2 separate regions of the Xenopus laevis genome follow, and region 2 is linked to region 1. The links are chromatin contacts, called in public Hi-C maps. All regions are on one chromosome and are shown on one strand. The core of a region is the stretch at or near the end of the contact, and the rest is flanking DNA. Distances in the headings are between cores, read along the strand shown.

The links. Hi-C and Micro-C count contacts between places; a contact is called where the count stands out from the background.
Region 2: a Hi-C map of the XTC cell line shows a contact between it and region 1, with 3 times the contacts expected there. The contact joins the enhancer-like site here to the promoter of tatdn3.L in region 1. A contact is called at or near these places in 2 of 4 Hi-C or Micro-C datasets (the XL177 cell line and the XTC cell line).

What each region holds. Positions count from the first base shown.
Region 1 is chr5L:11,912,409-11,917,892 of Xenopus_laevis_v10.1, forward strand. tatdn3.L (TatD DNase domain containing 3 L homeolog) reads left to right here and starts at 3,017. Exons shown (of 10, transcript NM_001096925.1): 1 at 3,017-3,076; 2 at 5,361-5,393. The coding sequence starts at 3,020.
Region 2 is chr5L:11,967,026-11,972,509 of Xenopus_laevis_v10.1, forward strand. flvcr1.L (feline leukemia virus subgroup C receptor-related protein 1) reads left to right here. Exons shown (of 10, transcript XM_018262585.2): 9 at 4,448-4,515. Among protein-coding and RNA genes, the nearest start is that of vash2.L, 25 kb to the right of the region's middle. Within about 2 kb of position 2,941, at least 2 of the 7 cell types and tissues checked have an H3K27ac peak or open chromatin away from gene starts, as enhancers often do.

The DNA.
Region 1 (5,484 bases), core at 1,767-4,266:
GAGAACAATAGGGAATATGGGAAATACGAAATGGGAAGAACTACGCTGGTGACAGTCACAGGGTTGAGGATAAGGCCTGGATTACATAAATAAATGGAAATGGAGGAATGGGCCCCTGACAATATAGAAAGGCTGAGGCTCCCATATTATGGGGTTGGTGGAAATAACATAAACCAGGCATGTCCAACCTGTTACATGCTCTATCATATGTAGTAAATGGTAACTTCTTTAATTTCCTAGAGACTATAGACATATCCTCATGTGTAACTATGTTGCCCAGCATAGATATATAGCATATCGCTAGGTGAATAAATCAGTTTGGTATACACAGCAGAGTTCTGCTTGGCTGGGTATATCGAGTGAGCAATGCTGCTAGTCAGAAACTCTTAATATCATCCGTGATTGGCTGAACATCAAACAATCATAGTGCTTTCAAGACTTATCTGTTGGCATATGCAGAACCAGCTTTTGCTGCCAACACTCACAGGGATCAGATATTCCCAGCAATCACCAGATATTACGGGAACAGGATGGGGTTAATGATGTATCCAAATAGGTTTCTTTCAAGTAATAATTTAAACAGAACCATTTTCTTCATACGAGAAAATAAAAATACTTCCACCCGTTTACGTCTAGTAAGATGGACAAAAGTGCCTAAGAATAAAGTCATTCCCAAGGGGAAAATGGTGAGTCAGGAGTTTAAATGCCTCTCCTCGCTTCAGTTAATTTAAGGATATAACTTTCTTGCCTCTTTTGTATTAAAGTGGAATTGTACCTCCTTGTTCACTTTCCATGATAATAATTATATTACCGAAGCACAGATAAGCCCCTTTCATTATGTTCTCCTGCTTACAAAACAGCCGTAACAAAAGGCGAAGGGAGAGAAGTTGTATAATGATGATCTAATTATCTACCTCATAAGGACCAATTATGGAGTGGCTTCAGTTTACCTGTTTAGCTCAAGAAATAATAAAAAACAAAGCTTTTTGTATTTAAAAGATAGGCAAAAACCATCAGCCCAAGAACTATTCATTGCACTCATAGGGCCCATCACCAAGTCAAATCATTCCCTCCAGTGTTCAGACCACCTAGCTGATGCAGTCCTTGATCGCAGGAAAAATCAAACCTGCCCATTAAATATCTGCACGATTTTTGGCCTGATATTGATCAGGGAGACCTGCCGAACCTCCACATGGGCAGATAAACTGCAGAATCTGAATAAAGGACCGATATCAGCAGCTTTAATCTGCCTGTGTGTGGCCACCCTTCGTCATAGTGTTAAGATATATATTAATGTGGGGGTTTTTCATACAGATCCCATAGTAATCTGATACTGACAGTGTCATATAATATATTTGTCTGCTAATGAAGAAATGTTAATAAAGTTTTGTCTTCTTGAAGCAAGAGAAGCAGTGTCTGTGTGCAGTTTCTCAGTCTAAAAGAAAGCTGCAGGCTCACGTGAGATTGAGCTACCGGTTATCCCATCTCTTAAAGGAGAAACAAACCCCTTATTAAAAAAGACGATCGAACGATAAAATCCTTTGAATTGAACGATTCGAAGGATTTTAATCCAACGATCGAAGGAATATCCTTCGATCAAAAAAAGTTAGCCAAGCCTATGGGGACCTTCCCCATAGGCTAACATTGACTTTGGTAGCTGCCTTTTAGATGGCGAACTAGGTGGTTGAAGTTTTTTTTAAAGAGACAGTACTTCAACTATCGAATAGTCGAATAGTCGAACGATTTTTACTTCGAATAGTTCGATTCAAAGTCGTAGTCGAAGGTCGAAGTAGCCCATTCGATGGTCGAAGTAGCCCAAAAAAATACTTCACTCGAAGTTAGTGAATCGGCCCCCAGCTGTAACTGGAAGACGTGTGGAAGCAAAAGTCATAACTCTGTCTGTTAATTGGCTCATGTGACCTAACAAGTATGTTTTGGTATGTTTGTGAGTACAGTGAATCCTACGGTCCCCGGGGGCGGCCCTAATTTTTTAAAATGGCAATTTTCTATTTAGGATTACCCGATGGCACATACTACTTAAAAAAAGTATATTGTTTTGAAAATGATTTATTTACATGAAGCAGGGTTTTACATATGACCTGTTTTATGCAATATATTTTTATAGAGACCTACATTGTTTGGGGGGTATAGTTTTCCTTTAAGCAACACATAGGCCTATGACTAAGTGGACGATTGCCTTTGTTTGAGTGGCTGCTCCACTGTTTCCTGGTATGGTATAGACAGTTTTCAATTAGTCTTCATTTTTTAATTTCATTTCATTTTTTAATTTCTTGGTGTTAGAGCTTTATGCGCAGAAACTCTCCGTTTCCGGAATTCCATGCGCTGTCTGGTTGCTAAGGTCCTTCAGATTAATAAGCCGTGGCAATTGGCATAAATAGAAAGAAAGTAATAAAAAGTAACACAATTGTAGCCCCAGGGAGGAAGAGTTTTTGGGCTGCCGGCAGGGGGGGGGGTAACTACAGGGGGAGCAGACCCTGCGACTGCAGGAGGGCCCAGGAGATATAGGGGACCCAATAAGACCCTAATTAAGGTGCTTTCAGTATATTTTGGTAAAAAAGGATAACCTCTGGGGGCCCTAAAATGTATTTGCTAAGGGGACGAATAACATCTAGTTACACCACTGGCTGCCAGGGTCACTGACCCCTGCTTTCAATGGTGAAACGTAATCGAGACTCCTTTCGTGCTGCTCGTGTACAAGACAAACACCCCTCCCTAAAACAGGTTGTGAGATAACCGCATGCACCAAACGGCTATGGTGTAATATGATTGGTTTTATTAAAATTCCCCCCTCAGCCTGAAGTGGATTTTCAGTCCCGCCCAATCAACTATTCACTGGGCTCGTGTGTTCAGTCAACACGGAGGCCACGCCCACTGAACGAGAGCTCAAACCGCACACGTCCCCTCGGCACTCATTGGCCGAACAACTTTAGGCCCGCCCACGTCCCCAACAGGTAATCCCCGCCTCTTAATGCTGGGAAGCGGAAGTGGCAGAGAGCAGATGGCTGTGGGCTATGTGGATTGTCATTGTCACATGACAGCTGAGGAGTTCTCCCAGGTAACAAGGCCAGACAGCACGTCATAACATGGGAGGCTTCTGATTAAACCTCTTCTCTGTATGTAAATAATATAAATCCTACCTATTGTCCTGTACAGAGCTTCAAGCATCCAGGGTGCTGAACATCAATACCTAGACCTATTCAGTTTGTCAGAAAGATTTTACGGTAGTTTACCTTTAAATCCACATATAGTAGTATTATGTAGTAGAGTGTGATCTTCTGTGACAATATTCAGTCAGACTTTAGTATATATGCTTTGTGGGTTTTTTTTAAAAAAAAAATGTAGCTTTTTGTTCAGCTGCTCTATAGTTTAATTTTAGCAGCTGGCTGGTTGCTAGGGTAAATTTGACCCTAGCAACCAGATAACTGCTGAAATTCCAAAGTGGAGAGCTGCAGTGGTGTTAATGAGAGACTGTAATATGAATAGGAGAGAGGCCTGAACAGGATTAGGGTGGGACACAGGGTATAAAATGGTGGGCCCCACCTGGGCCAGGCTGAGCCGACCAGTGCCCTAGGCAACCCCGCCCCCCACGTACGTCATTACGGAAGGGGAGAGAAGTAGCTGCGAGTGTCAGAGGGTAGGTAGGAGTGTGACAGACTAGGAGTAGGCAGAAGACTCTTGAACCAAACCATTCTGGAAATGGAAAGAGGGACAAAAAATGGTTTGACCATGCCCTTTTTGAGGCCACACCCCCTAATTATCATGCCAGAAAAAAAATACAAAATTTGCCAGGTTATGAAAGTTTGAACGCATTTCTGTAGTTTTTATGTTTTATTACAGTTTTACTTATGAAGGTGACTTGCCCTTTAAACTGTGAGTCTAACTTCTCCCAAGGGACAACACTGTTACAAATGTATCTTAAGTATCTATTCTGGGCTCTGCCAAGAGCCAATTAAGTTAGAAACATTGTCTCTTTTTTGGCTGTTCAGTGCAGAAAAATCGGGACTTTCCAGTAGAAATGCAGGACTGCAGGTTCAACGGGACAGTTGGGAGTTATGCCTTGAACAGGCACCTGCCCAACGCCCCCACATGGTTGCGCCCTAGTCAGGTGTCTCTTCTGCATACACATAATTCTGGTCATGGACCTAGTCCAGACCCGATCCCCACGGCTGCCTGAGCTACTCTCTGACCTCCCCCCTGCCCCGATTGTGGCCACATATGAAATAAAGTAGGTATGTGCTGGCAGGGGGGGATGGGAAGTTGCGGCTGGGCCTGAATAAAAAGACAAATAATAAAATGTAACAGTAACAATACAAGTGTAGCCTCACAGTGAATATGCGCTCACACTTTGACCCAAATGGGATGTGATTGTGTCAAATCCATTGTCTTTACTCCTGGTGTTCAGTGTTAGAGGGACCAGTGTGCTCAATTCTTTAGACGTCTATTGAAACAAATATCTGAGGGAACCCTGGAGTTACAGCCTGGTCCAAAGATAGAAGTATCTCCAGGGTTCCCCGCTTCAAGCACAGCAAGAGGCAAACAGCAGTTTTGAGTGCAAATAGATAGAATTGCAAAAGAGCACATTTTATTCAAGGGATTGAAGGGGACAACGAACCGACTGCTACTGGAACCTTTGGATTTCGTCTGACCAACAATGCCTAGTATTCCGGATCCGGGGAACTTGCACAAAGAAACACCAACGAGTGGATCAGAATAACAAGTTCCGTTTATTGAAGGTCAAACATAGGCTTATATAGGTTATAAGTAAAGACGTCCCAATTATAGTGACGTATCAGCATAGTTATTAGTATAGTATATGTCTGTAATAGGTATATCCTTCAGGATGGACAAGATAGAAAAAAGAGACAAATATGTACATGCGCGTTAGCTAAGATATTTTGTCTGAGGCAAGCTGATAATATTGTTTATAGTACATGATGATACTTATGCAAGGTTGTCTAAGAAGAGACAGAACAGGGTCGTACAGAAAAACAAGTACAGAGGCCTACAAGGGTCAGCACGTAGGCATGTTAACCCTTCAGGGATTTTATAGGATTAGCCCGAAAAACAACTTCACTTGCGGCCACATAAATGTGTGCCATGGAAAAACGGTGATACTGCACTGAATTGTCCCTGATCCTACTGGGAATTGCTGCTGAGTCCCAGTGAACTAACAATTCTCAATTTCCTTTACACTGATCCCATAGTGCTGATACCATTTTGTACCATTTCTTTTCCTGCATTAAATTGGGTCATTACTAAACAAATGATACTAAAGAGTACTTTTCTTTTCATCTTAAAACAAATACAAGTAAATTAATGCAAAACCCTTGTCCTTTCAGGATACTGAGGAGGTAATTGAAGAGTCAAAAGAAGTAGGTTCCTTTCAAATCTAAACTGTATCTTGTTCATAAATAATGTTTCAGTGCTAACCTTTTATGTGCCAGGCATAGTAGAACTTATGGC
Region 2 (5,484 bases), core at 1,691-4,190, 55 kb after region 1:
ACGTTGGTCTGTCTAGTTCTGGAGAAAACTGCCTGGTATTGCGAGTGCCAATCAGAGATCTCTCTAATTATGTTATGCTGCATAGCCCAGAGCTGATGGTCTCGGGGAGATCACTCGCTTCTCTCTCTACTGTACATGTGCTATAGCACCTCCCTATTATACATTTCATATACAGTGTTTTGTCTCATACAGGTAAGAAACGTTGGCCACTTAAACCACCAGCTGTTCAACAAAAAAGTAATTTCATTAAAAGCCTGGGACTTCTACTTTCTACAGCTCTAGAACTGTATTCATAGATCTGCATGGCTGGTTATTTTCCTAATGAGATGATATCACACTTCTAGAATGTTAGGCTAAAAAGGGTGATATAACACATTAGGGGGGCTATGGGAATGAAAAGGAAGTTTGTAGCCAGCCTGAGTGTGTGACAATGGCCGCTCTGGAAAGGAGTCGCATATGTAAGCAGCTAAGAGTCTGAGTGAGCTTCACAAATAAGTCTGGCCATGTTAAAGGAGAAGGAAAGCTATGGAGGCATTTTATTGCCAATAGATTAGCCACAATAGTGCAAGCTATAACACTATTTATTCTGAAGAATGCTTTACCAAAAAGCTCAATAGGATAGCAGCTGCCATATTAGCTTGGTGTGACATCACTTCCTGCCTTAGTCTCTCCCTGCTCACTCATAGCTCTGGGCTCAGATTACAGCAGAGAGGGGAGGAGGGAGAGAGAGAGAGGAACAAACTGAGCATGCTCAATCCCTAGCCCTGGAGGTTTAAGATGAAAACAGGAAGTCTGATACAGAAGCCTATGAGTACACAATAGAAGGAAAGAAATGTGGTGTTTCTTTTGACAGAGGACTCAGAGCAGCATTACTTTGAGGGTTTACTGGTGTATTTATATAGACCTTTCTGATAAAGCTTACTTCGTATTAGCCTTTACTTCTCCTTTAATGGTAAACGTCCCCATAGAGTAGTTGCGTCAGTTTCTGAGACGTAGACTAGTGGCTAATGATCTGTTTCAGATTTGCTTTATTAACTGATGGACTGACATTTTATTCTGGAGATGTACTTTCCCTTTAATGTAAAAGCTGTGTTGTATGTAAATGTCGGGCAGAGCGGAGCCCCAGCACCAGGCGCAGGGTGGGAGAAAATGGGGGGCAGATAGGAATTGAGTTCTGACTGTTTGTATGTGTCTTACATGAAAGCTTAGTGAATGTTTGCCATTGACTTTGCGGCCCCAGGCACTTGCGTTACACACACAGATCTGGGCTTCTTCTCCAGCGCTGCCCTCGCGAGGCACATCACCTGCGTGTTACGACTAATTAGCCAGTGTTTGGGTGAAAGGCAAGATCCAAATTTACTAACGCACCCGCTGCCTTGGAAACGGGGATGGGTTTCCTGCGCTGGTAATGTGTTTGCAGAGCAATACAAATATAGTAGCCGACAAGCTGAGAGTTGTAGTTCTAGTTGGTAGGTAACAGCAGTGGCTGCTCTGTGGCTTCAATGGAAGCTCATCATTGCTACAACACAGCAGGAAGTGAAGAGTGCAAGGGATAATTGCTTCCCCATCCTGGAAAAGCTTTACAAATCAGTAACATTCTATCAATGACCTGAAAGGGATGTAGAACTAAAGCTTTGTCCTATCCCTTTAAGCCGAACTACAGTTCCCAGCATGCTTATCCAGCCATTAATAAACTGGGATTGCTTGAGTCGTAGCCAAATATAGACCAAGGGCCTTCCAGTAAATGCCTACAGGAAAAATAATATCCTGCTGTATTGTTTCCTATTTAAATAATCTTTTTAATTCTATTTCTGGCAGGAGGGTTGCTGCATAGTTTTCCTGAGTATTGTGTGTATAGTGTGTGTATTGTGTGTGTATTGTGAAATGTGTGCAGCAAGGGAGTTCCAACATGTTTAACCAGGCTTTGGGATTAGAGTCAAACAAAGGCTCCTGTTGGGTGTTTGGGTTTGATGCTGACGCAGAAGGGGGGAGTCCTCCTGTGGCCCCCGAGTGTTTCTTCCGAGTGTTTCTCTCAGGTGTTCTCCTGAGTCTTACCACGAGTGTTTATCTCAAGTATTTCTCCCATGTTTATCCCTAGTGTTTCTCCCAGGGTTTTCTCCTAGGTGTTCCCCCGAATATTTCTCCTGAGTGTTTCTCCCAGGTGTTTATCCCGATTGTTTATCCCAGGTGTTCTCCCAAGTGTTCCCCCAAATGTTTCTCCCAAGTGTTCCCCCAAATGTTTATACCGAGTGTTTCTAGCTAGTGTTTATTCCAGGTGTTCTCCCGAGTGTTCCTCCAAATGTTCTCCCGAGTGTTTATCCCGAGTGTTTCTCCCAGGTGTTTATCCCAGGTTTTCTCCCGAGTCTTCCCCCGAGTGTTTATACTGAGTGTTCTCCCGAGTGTTCCCCCAAGTGTTTCTCTCAGGTGTTTCTCTCAGGTGTTTATCCCAGGTGTTCTCCCAAGTGTTCCCCCAAATGATTATCCCGAGTGTTTCTAGCTAGTGTTTATTCCAGGTGTTCTCCCAAGTGTTCCCCCAAACGTTCTCCCCAGTGTTTCTCCCCAGTGTTTCTCCCCAGTGTTTCTCCCCAGTGTTTCTAACTAGTGTTTATCCCAGGTGTTCTCCCAAGTGTTCCCCCAAATGTTCTCCCGAGTGTTTATCCCAGGTGTTCTCCCGAGTCTTCCCCCGAGTGTTTCTCCCGAGTGTTCTCCCGAGTATTTCTCCCGAGTGTTCCCTGTTCTACAACCCCAGTGCACATGGCAATGCACCCGATATACATCATTTGCCTGAGGCCCTCAGCTTATTGCATGTTGCGTTGGATTCCTTTGTTCTGTTCTTTATTGATATTCTACTTTTTGTACACATTTAGGCTTTGCTTTCAGTCTGTTTATACACAGCTGTTGTGTAAATAGTAATGTGTAGGCAGTCACTCAGCTGGGAGAGAAGTCTAGGCATGCATTAAAGGGGTGGTTCACCTTTATGTTAACTTTTAGTAGGTTATAGAATGTCTAATTCTAAGCAATGTTTCAATTGGTCTTTAGTTGTTTTTTATAGTTATTTGCCTTTTTCTTCTAACTCTGTCTAGCTTTCAAATGGGGGTCACTACCCCCATCTAAAAACAAATTCTCTGTAAGGTTACAAATGTATTGTTATTGTTACTTTTTATGTAGACCGGGCAGGGTTAAAAATCTCGTCAGATCGTCGGGAACTAGGAACCAGATGGCTGAACTTGCAAACTGGAGAGCTGCTGAATAAAAAGCTAAATAAGTCAAAAACCACAAATAATAAAAAATGAAAGCCAATGGCAAATTGTCTCAGAATATCCCTCTCTACATCATACTAACAGTTAATTTAAAGGTGAACAACTCCCTTTAAGGCTGGCATTTACCGCTTCAACATCGTGTCACACAGGAGATATTTCAGCCAGTAGAAATAGACCCTCCAATAGCTTGAATTTAATTGTTAATAACATTTGTAGAATACTGGCACTAGCGGAAGTTTAATACATGGGCTGAGACAGTCACATAGGGCCAGAGAATTCCTATGTGACTGTTTGCCTAATGCATAAGTGAGATACAGTATCTCTAGCTGTGTGTACTGTGCCCTTTATGCACCTAATGGCAGCCTAATGCCTAACAAAGAATGAATTCTGAGAATGCCCGGGCAAAGATTCCTGTTAATAAACTCCATCACCTGTAGTAAGATCAATGGAAGGAAAATTACGACTGGTCACTGGGTTACTAACCCCCAATAGCCTGTTTTTTTATTATATAGTTTTTATTTCTAGTTTACACTGCAAATAATTCACTCTACAATATCAAATGTAATTTTGCCTGGTCATGTGATTTCAGTAAGAGCCAGCACTTTAGGATGGAACTGCTTTCTGGCAGGCTGTTGTTTCTCCTACTCAATGTAACTGAATGTGTCTCAGTGGGACCTGGATTTTACTATTTTGAGCTGTTCTCATATGTACCAGGCAGCTGGTACCTTGTGTTAGGGAGTTGCTATCTGGTTACCTTCCTATTGTTCTGTTGTTAGACTGCTGGGGGGAAAGGGAGGGGGTGATATCACTCCAACTTGCAGTAAAGAGTGACTGAAGTTTATCAGAGCACAAGTCACATGACTGGGGGCAGCTGGGAAACTGACAATAAGTCTAGCCCCATGTCAGATTTCAAAATTAAATATAAAAAAATCTGTTTGCTCTTTTGAGAAATGGATTTCAGTGCAGAATTCTGCTGTAGCAGCACTATTAACTCACTTGTTTTTTTCCCATGACAGTATCCCTTTAATTCCAAATATCTAGCACTAAGCCAGAAGTTTCCTGGAATTGTATATAGCGGGGGACATTTTCACTTCTATCTTGTATATATGATATTCTGTGAATTGTTTTATGAAGCAGTATGGCACCTCACACCTTTTAAACCTTTTCCTGTGGTTTTTGTCTTACAGCTCTGATCAGATCCGATCTCAAGCGGCACAATGTAAATGCGGGAATCACAAAGTCAGAATTAAAACCTGTAAGTATTAATATTGTGTTATTAATTATTATTAGTTATTATTATATTGTGTCCTGCACATATAGTCCTGCAGCAGGACATTAGCCATTTGGACTTGCAGGTTTATCTCCCATTATTAAAGTGCCGTGCCTAACCGTATAGCTAAATAAATTGAATAGAAATTCTAAACTTACTGTACCAGAGGTTCAGCAACTCGGGGAGGCACATTTATCAAGGGTCGAATTTTGAATTCATGTGAGTTTTTTTAAAACTCCCATAAACTCTTATAAACCAATCGAAATTTATTTTAAAAAAATCAAATTTTTAAATAGGATTGACCCGAAAACTCGAATCAAATTCGATTCGAATTAAAAACTCGATTCAATGTCAGGAAGGCTGCAAACAGCTCAAAATTGATCCCTGGACGTCTCCCATTGAATTAAACAGCAATTCGGCAGGTTTTAGGTGGCGAATAGTCGACTTTGAGTTCTTAAAGGGCTAGATTATAAATCTCGAAAATCAAATTTTTTGAAAGAAACGCATTTGAATAACTTCCTTGTCGAATTTGACAGTTTTGACTATAGAAAAAGTTGAAAAAAATCGAATTCGAACTAAAAAAAATACACTTGCTGGTTCAGAACTTAATTTATATCTGGTAGAGTGAATTATTTGCAGTGTAAACAGTGTCATTTAGAAATAAAAACAATATCATAAAAGTCATGACAGAATCCCTTAAAGGTGCCCATACAAGAACAGATTAAAGGTGCCAATATCAGTCTTTTAGACCAATTTTGCATCTTATATGGCCATGAATGGGGCGTTCCGACAGGTCTCCCTGATTGATATCAGGCCAAAAATCAGATATAGATCGGACAGGTTTTATTTTATTGGCGACTGAGGACCCCATCATCTAGTTGAAGCGGTCCCATCGGCACCCATTTCCTTTGTTGTTATCTGAACATTTAGCCCTAGGACTGAAGATCGCATTAA